Regions from separate parts of the Gossypium hirsutum genome. Here regions 2 and 3 are each linked to region 1. The links are chromatin contacts, called in public Hi-C maps. All regions are on one chromosome and are shown on one strand. Each heading gives the region's core, a stretch centred on a gene start, on an enhancer-like site or on the middle of the called end of the contact. The rest is flanking DNA. Distances are from core to core; before and after follow the strand shown. Region 1 holds the start of LOC107895238 (UTP--glucose-1-phosphate uridylyltransferase-like). Region 2 holds the start of LOC107895264 (transmembrane 9 superfamily member 3). Region 3 holds the start of LOC107895318 (tRNA threonylcarbamoyladenosine dehydratase).

Region 1 (3,137 bases), core at 423-2,922:
AGAATTACAATTTTCAGTTAAGCTACAAAGTTCAAAAGTAATGACAACTTTCTATGGTGATTCAAAGCTGATACTGAAGACATATAAAATGAAACCGACAGATAAAAGTAAAGAACTTCAGGTCATTTAACTTCCGATTCATCTTTAGCTACAAGTTACAGTTTACCCGTGCCAAGCTGGCACTTTCATTGCAACAGAATGACTAATTGACTACTAAAGTGAAAAGAAGTAAATAAGGAAGAAGTTTTACCATCCATCCTTGCCATGCTGGCCTTTGCTTGGTAATGGAGCAAAATCTTCAACAACCAGACGAGGATATTGGCTCTATGCAAATCCAGTACGGGGAGAAATCAGAGAAAAGATAATACAAGTAAAGGATATATCTCTCAAGTCTTAAAGTCTCGATTGAAACTGCAGAAGAAGCTGAAAATTGAAATCACCAACCTGATTGAAAGTATGAATCTCAATGTTTGAATTTGAGTACTTGTCGACAATCTGCAATGAAGAAGAGTTATATGAAGTTAAATTCCATGTTTAACAAAGGTAAAAATAAATCAGTAATCAGACATGTAACATAAAAGCGGGAACCTTCAATGTGTCATCATGGGTGTTGAATGAGTTCATCAGAACCAACGGAACATTACATCCGTATTTAGAATTAAGATTCTGAGCAAAATACCGATAAAAAAAATGTTAGCTTGATCTGATCATACAAAAACAAAAAGGAAAAAAAAGAAAGGAGAGGAAAGGAAATCAACAGCGTATGACCTCGATCTGAATAACAATTAGGTCAAGAAAAGTCAAGCCATTGCGAACTTCAATGACGGATCTGTGTTTTTTTTTGGAAAAAAGGAGAGGAAAAATCAGTTAGATGAATTTGTGCAGAATGAAAAACTATATAATAGAGTAAAAGTGAAGGATTAAGAAGCATACTTGGGACCAGTACATCCCATAGTGGTTCCAAGACCTCCATTAAGCTTTAAGACAACAAGTTTGTCCAAGAGCTTCTTGGTTTCAGCAGGATCTGCAATTAGATATAGTGAGAGATCAATCGAATCCAAAAGATACTTGATTTTGACCGGATAAAGTATAAGGTTAAGATCATTACCATCAGGAGAGGGAGACAAGGTGTCATAAGGAACAACCACTTCATCAGTTGGAGTCTGGATCTTACTCCACTCTATGTGCTGAGCTTCTCCACTTCAATCAAATGAAATTAACTTTCAGCATCAGGATCTGAATCTAACGGAAAACAAATAGAAGAGAACTGATTTGAAATAATAATACCTGAGATAGCGGGAGACAAGGTTGATGAATCCGTTTTTCTCATTTTCACTGAGACACAAATCAGAAACCACAGATTTGCTTACTATTACTCTCTGTTAATTCAGTAATCGCCACAATACTTAGTGAATAACGAAAGAAAAGAAGCAAACCTGATTTCAGAAAGAGCAGCGACGGCAGATTTGAGGTGTTCCAGCTTTTCCATTGGAAACAACTAGAAGAAGAACAAGAACAAGACTTTGATAGAATAATAGTATTAGGATCGATGAATCACAAAATCCAAGAAAACCAAATCGAAGCAAAGGAGAAAGGAATCTGAATTCACAACAGAGAAAGAATCTTACAAATGCGCTGCTGTGTGGTGTGCTGTTGTTTGTCACCTTCAAAACAAATTACCTAAGCTCGTCAAGTGAAATGAAAATATAACGCATATATACAAATTTATATCTAAACCATTTTTTTTCCCTTGACTTTTATATAAATTAATAAAAAAAATACAAAATGGAGTGCAATGGAATTAATAGCCTGACATGACATTTCTGTCTCTCTATAAATTTAATTTTTTAATTGAATAAAAAATATTAAATTGACATTTTATGCTTGTTTATTATTATTTTAATTAATTAATCACAAATTGGAAATATTAAAATAATTTAATTTTAAGCATGATATTAATTTTTTATTTAATTAGTACTTATTTAAATAATTTAAATGTATAAAAATGCTCTATAAATAATGAACAAAATGACTGGAATTTTAATTAAATGGCAATGAAATGAAGCAGTTTTTTTAAATTATTTTATAACATGATTCAATTTAACCCTTTAAATATTGTTTTCAAAATTGCAAAGCGAAAGTTAAATTCAAAGTCCATAAAGGAAAGAAGGAAAATGGAGAGGTGTAATAAAAAGTCTTAAACTTGGTTTGTAAAAGAAGAATGAATAGTTTGAAAGAGAAAAGAGAAATTAGAGTTACTTCTGCTTGGGCTTCTAGAAAAGGAAAATTATGGACGAATACGAAGCCCACAGCAAAGTAAGAGATGAGAGGGGGTGGACTAACGGGTGGCGCTCATCTCTACCAAAACGAGACACCTCACTCGCGGCATCTTTAAGAGATGAGAGGGGGTGGACTAACGGGTGGCGCTCATCTCTACCAAAACGAGACACCTCACTCGCGGCATCTTTCTTTACCCTTTCATCCCTTGGTTTGGCATATTCCCTGATTATATTTCATGTAGGCAAAAAGGCTTATGAATCATGATATCACTACATAAATATTTTTATTATTAATTTTATATTTAAGACTAGATCTAGAAGTTTAAAATATGAATATGTTATGTTTAATAATAAATTATTTTTGAAAAAAACTCCAAAATGATTCCATTCCTTAATTTTTTTTTTCCAAACCAGGGAATATTTTGGATTTATTGATGTAAATGGATTGCAGCCATCTAGCCAGTCCCTATCAGCCCGTGCCCAATTCCTGGCTTCGATCAAAGGCCAACAGGGTCAGGCCTTGAGCCAGACCAGGAATCCCTTGTCTTACGTACTCGAAGTCGACGTACTTAACACATCGACGTGGGTATCAACCTCCCGTGCGTTTGAGTGAAAGGGAGTGCCTTACCCAATTAAAATCAAACTTCAACATGTGATTCCCATCGCCTGCGGCTTGCCCAAATCGCTATAGATGAACCTTGATTGAAGTATTTACAAGGTCCAAATTAATTTTTCTATCATTAAATAAATTAATTTAATCTTTATATTATTTAAAAAATAAAATTAATTCACAATATTTACTATATAAAAATGTTTTAAAAAATATTTTTTTAATTACAGTTGAATTCTAAATAAAAT
Region 2 (3,277 bases), core at 520-3,019, 150 kb before region 1:
TTACATACCCAATTTGTTCCTTCTAGCTGACAATAGAAAGAAGCTGCAGTGTAGCCAGCAATTCCAGATGTAAGGGCATAAATGACTACCAAAGCAGTCAACAAAGCTCCTCGATTATATGGATAAAAGACCCCAACTACAGCAAGGATAAAAATGAAAATTGTACTGGAAGATGATGCAAATAAGCCAGTCACTAGATTGCTCATAAACAAGAAGCCAAAAATAACTGTAAATCGAAGGTCAATACACTCACATAGAAAAGAGCTGGGTGCCACAACCAATAGCTGCTGCAAACAAAGACTTATGCTTCGGATACCTGAAGACATCACCATGAATGCTCTTCCACCCAGTCTCCTCCTCCTGATCCGCTGATTCCTCATCATGTGCATACCTTTTAACCGATATATAAAACCGTGTAATTTGAATTAAATGTGGATTTTCATGCATCAAAACAGAGAAATTTTATTCTTAATGAAATCATTCTTAAGGATTCGCATGAGAATGGTGGCGAGGAAAGCGGTCAATAACAAAAGGGTGACACATGAATTAAGGGTTGAGAACCACTGGATTTGCCGCAAGGAAGAAGACGACTTGTACTTATCCAGCCGTTTCTCAAAAGGGACGTCTATTTCCTTCCATTTAACGGTGTACATGAAATCCACATCAACAGGTTCGTCTCCGGTGACATCGACAACCGCGCGTGGATCAATTCTGACATTAATCTCGATAACACGGTCCTTATTGTAAAATATCTCGAATACGAGATGCTTATAGAGATAATATTTGCAATCGCTTGGATCGGCCTTGCCTACGTTATCAACTTTGCCAAAGAAGCCCCAAAACGGAAGGTCGTCGAAGTACATTTGGAAGTAATAGTCTTTAGAGATGGCGGTTCTGAACCTGGCAACTTCTTCCTTTGAGAGCTTCCTTTTGCAAGCAATCTCAGCATCTTTCTCGCTCAAAAAGTCAATTCTGTAAGGGCCACTCACTAGCCGATCCCCATTCAATACTTCGCCAAAAGCTTCCTTCTTCTCCTTCAGGGGGACTGCACAGCACAATCTCAATTCATCTTAAACTCCCTTAAAAAAGACCAAAAACGACCAAACAAACAGAAACGAACCTGAGGAACAGAATGGAAAATCGAAGTAACGGTATGTCTCGCTGTTAATGAAAGAGAAAATAGGTTAAAGGAAATAAAAAACTGTAAAATCGAGAAATTGAGAAAAATGGAAAGAAGGGACACCTGGGATTGCCGAAGGGACCGACTTTATTAGCATAAAGAGGGACTTCATCTCCAGCTTTGTAACGATGATCAGAGGCACTGGATCTCACATGCGCTACGCAGCATAGGCTCGCAAGGGCCACTGCAACCAAACACGTCCTCATTCTCTCCATTCCCTCACTGCAAAAACGATTCGAAGAGAGGAAGGGGAACCAGTTGTATTCTAATTTCTAAAAAGGAAGACCAAGTCGTGACATAAAGACGAGTGAGTTTACTTTATATGATAATGACTTAACAACCAGTTTCCCAGGAGGAGGAGAAATGGTGTCGGTGGTATATTATAAATATATAAGATTGGTGGGCGAAGAAGGGGATTAAAAAAACAATCCGTTTACTTGACTTTGACAGTGTAAGAGACGAAGAAGCATCTCAATCATCAAATGTAGATAGACATTATCTATGGTGCAGTAGCGATTATTCCACAACTAGGTTGTGGTTAGAATCAGTTGGTAGAGTTTCCATGCAAAGGTATCTCACGGGACAATGGAAGAAGAAAGGGTCTAGAGCTTTTAAGAAGTTATATTTACCCTTGGTTCATGCAGCTGGTTTTCTGTTTCTTTTTAATTTTGCTGACCGTTTCAACTAACCAATTATCCTGATGCAACGTAGACCTGATTTAAGCAGAAGATGATTAGTTGGGAAGAAATTACTATTGAAAATAATTGTATTATTTCTTAAGAATGTTTGCATTTTTTTATATCTGTAAATTTAATATAGTTGTTTAGGATTTAAGGTTTCATTTTTATAATTTGGTGTATTAATTTCTTAGAATGTTTGTATTTTTTTGTATCTTTAAATTTAATTTAATCTGTAATATATATAATTTGAATTTAAAATATTTGTATATTAATTTTACCCATCTGTTTGTAGTTCGTTGGATGTTTAAATTTAATATAGTGCATATTATTTTTGTATTAATATTGTAGAATGATTGTATTTTATTGTGTATATAAATTTAATTTGTTGTGTACTATTACTTATTTGAATTTTTTTTAAAATATTTCGAAGTTATTTATTCAAACAAATAATTATTTTAGAGAAATTAAATTAATATTTAAAAAAATAATTTAACAATAAAATAAATATTTACAGAATAATTTTAAAATAAAGTAAAAATTAACAGAAAAAATTTAAAATTGTTGCGATCTCGGCGACGTCCCCGGCGGTGGCGTGTAACGGTCTGGATGCCTCCGTCGATGATGCCATGCACCTTGCTCAGGCATTTGATAATTGTTCGGTCCGGCCTTCGATGTCCCGTCCGCTGTACTTAGAAAAGTAGAATAACCATATACACCATAATTGGGAGTTAATGGGTATTGAATGACCGGAGGTGTCGATGGAAAAATATCCTCAGTGGTGGGTGTACGTGTTTCGAGACGGAGCTTCTGGTGGTATGAGGACCATTCGAATCGTGTCAAATGTTGAGGCTCTAAGTCATCACCAAAAATATCCTCGAATGATGGAGGAATTTCTTGCAGCGAATCTGGATTCAGATGGTGTGATGATGAGCCAGATGCTTCATATTGGAGCTCGAGATCGGGGTCCAAAGTAGTATCTGACTCGATGTTCCTGAATGGCGGAATTTGGTTACTGTGCAGTTGTGCGTTCCTTTGTTGCCATCGAGAAAATTCCAGTTGCATGTCTCTTTGGATCAGCATGTAATGACCTTGGAATATAAAGGGTTTCCGGTGTGCCATATACCATGCTACGCACTCGGGCGTAAGAGAGAAGCTTCCCTCTAAGACATACAAGGAAGGGCGCTTCTAATGTCGCTGATTCCACAGAAAAATATACGGTTCATGTTTTTGTGCCCAATTTAAAGCGTTTCGACCCGAACCCTTTTTGTCCATTTGGTGGAATTTTTTTATGTCGACGGGAGGGTTCGGAATAAGTTGTGCGCAACCGAACTGCCTCAAAACCCGACCTCTATCGTGACACTTCATCATATAGAAATGAATCAACGGTACATTTGACACGAACAGCTGTTGCTGCTTG
Region 3 (3,012 bases), core at 8-2,507, 200 kb before region 1:
AAAAAAAAAAAAGGAATAAGACAATTAACTTATTTTTGCAAAGCCTCTTTATTAAACAGAATGATACAAAATCCTGTTAGAAACTGTTTTCTGAACAATCATGGATTCAGTATAGGTCAAATTCATAGAGATTCATCACTCAGTAAGTAAGATGATTACTAAGAGGCTTACTACTATTAATAGCCTAGATATTTGTCCAACCTAATCATATATTCATATCTACCAGAAGAATTGCAGATATTAGTTCCCATAGCAGCAATCACTTTTCAGTTAAAAGAATAACATATTGCTGATCAATTGGGTTTTTCACATTACAAGGCATGCAGCTAATAGTTAAAAGCATGTTGAGGTCCATCAAATGAGAGAATACAACAGCAAAGCCTTTCTTTCGGACAATTACCATAGAAATCGTGTATAACAAGACAATTACTGAGTAAATAAAACTGACATTACCATTCAATTTGATTGCCTTTTTATCGCACTGGTTTGAAATCCTTCTGCAAAATACACAGAAAAATCAATCATTAAAAAGCTTCTGGTAAACTGCCGAAGGAAAAAATTCATATTCTATCTTTTATGAAACCAGATTAAATGAAAGACTCGTTCAACATACTTATATTTAATCTATTTCTAGGCAACTAAAAGGCAATTTAGTACTTCGACAAAACAACTTCACGAAAGAAAGAAAGCATAGCCTAGAAATTCTATTCAAATTTAATAATTTTAGCGAACATGGATGTGGACTAACAATGACCAATAAACATTTTCATAGAAATAAAGAAAAGAAGAAGAAGAAGAAGAAAGCACGATCAACGAATCAATGGACTCAACTGAGTTTCATATAGCAATGAAAGAGAGAATGAGATGATGACGATAAAAAAAACTTACCTTGGAAGAAGCTTAAGAAGAAATAAGGTAGAAGCAGCACCGAGAAGAGCACCTCCGCCCACCAATGCCAAGCTCTTGAGCTTCTCCTCCATTTTGATTTTGCACTTCTGTTGGGTCCTTAATCTTCAATGCCTGCGGCTCAGGGTTTTAGGCGGGATATTGGCTTAGGGTTTAAGACCCGATCCGAATCCGACTAACCTGAATTGGGTAGAGCGTGAATCTGAATTCTGAAATAGCTTCCATAAAGGCTGGAATCAAAGTTATTCAAACGTGAAATGATTTGAAGTCATAAGGGTTATTACTTGTCAACTTGAATTTAATTGTTCCTAAACTAAATTGTTTTACTTCCTCCTCAATTTGAACAAAATCTTCATTGGTAGCAAACAATCACACATGGTAAAATATTAATAAAAATTTAAAAATCTTTAAATTTATAAAATTATTTGCCTTTTAAAATAATCTACACAAAATGCTTAAATATGAACCTAAACATTATTGTATCACTAGTTTTATATATTTTTAAATTTTCAAATTACTGTTTTAAAAACGAATTTTTAGAATTAGAATTCTTATTTATTTTAATTTTAAATATTTTTTTTGTAATTTTTAGAAAATTCCCCAAGCATTTTTCTAATGTTTTTTTCACTTTCCTTATTTCATCGTCAACAAACTCTTCGATTTTACTTATTTTTGCTCAGTTTTATTTTTTTTTATCCTCATTTTTTTATACACAAAATATATCATCATTTGTAGTCTAATCCACTTTATTTATGTATTCTCTTCTTTATTTTTCCTTAACTGTGTAATTTACTTGGAAATTTTTTATTTTAACATTTTGATGATTTTGACAGGAAAAAAATATTAATTTTAATCAATTATCATGACTTCTAAGAGAAATATTTAAAAAAAAAAACTTTTTAGCTCTTACTATTTATATATCATTATGTCTTTTTTTTAATTCCTTTAAAAGTATTGATATTTTAATATCTAATATTATATGAATCAATATTCATGCAATCAATTTTTTATATAAAAAATAAATTATATAAAATTATTAAAAAACATTTTTGGTATAAATTATTTTGTGATTTGAGTTTATCTGAATTTAGATAATTATTTATCCAATGAAATATTTTTTTATAAATTTATATCTTTCAAATATTTTTATTAATTTTTGTGGTTATCATGTGTCGTTGTATTGTTACCTATTAGTGTCACATTATCGCTTTTTAACTACATTGTAATATAAGTAACAAAGTATTTAAGATTAGCCAATAATTCATGTAAATATGTATTATGTATTTGTATAATTTGCACTTTCAATTTAATATATTATATATCTATATCTATATTATATATAAAAATTTTGATTAAGTTGATATCACAAGAATCAAACATAAACTCAATTGAGAAAAGTCTAAAATGCATTTTTTTACAAGTAACAAATAGGGTAAACTACATCATTAATCACTAAAGTGTGGGTAAGTTTCTATTTTGATCACTTGACTATTTGAAAGTTTTTCATTTAAGTAGTGAAATATTCAAAAGTTTTATTTAAATCACTAGGTTGTTAAGTTTTTTTTTAAGAAAAAATCCGCCAATGAACTCTAAGTGACGATTCGACAATTGGTATGATAGATTAGTACTTATCGACAGGTAGAAGAACATACCTTAGATCCAAGTCAATCTGACGATCAATGTCAAAAATCAGAGAAAAAAGTTATTTAAATTTTGGTTTGCAGATTCATGACGGCCAAAGTTGTTTCATGAAAAATATTGAATTGTAGAAGAGAAGGGGAAAAAAACTTTCGATTAGTGCAAGCATTGCAAACAGAGAAAGCCATATAGCACCGCTTCGATTTTAATAGCCTATAACTTAGACCAACCCCATCATCTCCACCCCGTAGGAACTATGAGATCACCCCAAGGACGCCTTCGGTATCCAGGGGTCGCGAACCAACCATAGAACCCTGTTCAATAAGTGGAAAGCATTAGCCATCTGCTCTCAGGTTGAGCAATAAGGGTCGGAGAACGGCAATCACTCATTCTTAAAACCAACATTCTTAAGATCAAAAAGTCGAATGGGGGAAAGCTCTCCGTCGTTCCTGGTTTTCCTGTAGCAGG

What was found. Hi-C and Micro-C count contacts between places; a contact is called where the count stands out from the background.
Region 2: a contact with region 1 is called in a Hi-C map of fibers, with 4 times the contacts expected there. The contact joins the promoter of LOC107895264 here to the promoter of LOC107895238 in region 1. A contact is called at or near these places in 22 of 34 Hi-C or Micro-C datasets (anther, callus, fibers and 4 more).
Region 3: a contact with region 1 is called in a Hi-C map of leaf, with 2.2 times the contacts expected there. The contact joins the promoter of LOC107895318 here to the promoter of LOC107895238 in region 1. A contact is called at or near these places in 8 of 34 Hi-C or Micro-C datasets (hypocotyl, leaf and seedling).

Annotation. Positions count from the first base shown.
Region 1 is chrA11:23,460,017-23,463,153 of Gossypium_hirsutum_v2.1, forward strand. LOC107895238 (UTP--glucose-1-phosphate uridylyltransferase-like) reads right to left here and starts at 1,673. Exons shown (of 22, transcript NM_001326833.1): 1 at 1,629-1,673; 2 at 1,437-1,521; 3 at 1,288-1,335; 4 at 1,109-1,200; 5 at 934-1,024; 6 at 769-829; 7 at 589-666; 8 at 445-495; 9 at 251-324. The coding sequence starts at 1,489.
Region 2 is chrA11:23,313,982-23,317,258 of Gossypium_hirsutum_v2.1, forward strand. LOC107895264 (transmembrane 9 superfamily member 3) reads right to left here and starts at 1,770. Exons shown (of 8, transcript XM_016820568.2): 1 at 1,244-1,770; 2 at 1,121-1,161; 3 at 469-1,045; 4 at 254-391; 5 at 9-165. The coding sequence starts at 1,395.
Region 3 is chrA11:23,257,420-23,260,431 of Gossypium_hirsutum_v2.1, forward strand. LOC107895318 (tRNA threonylcarbamoyladenosine dehydratase) reads right to left here and starts at 1,258. Exons shown (of 10, transcript XM_041081389.1): 1 at 889-1,258; 2 at 454-497. The coding sequence starts at 980.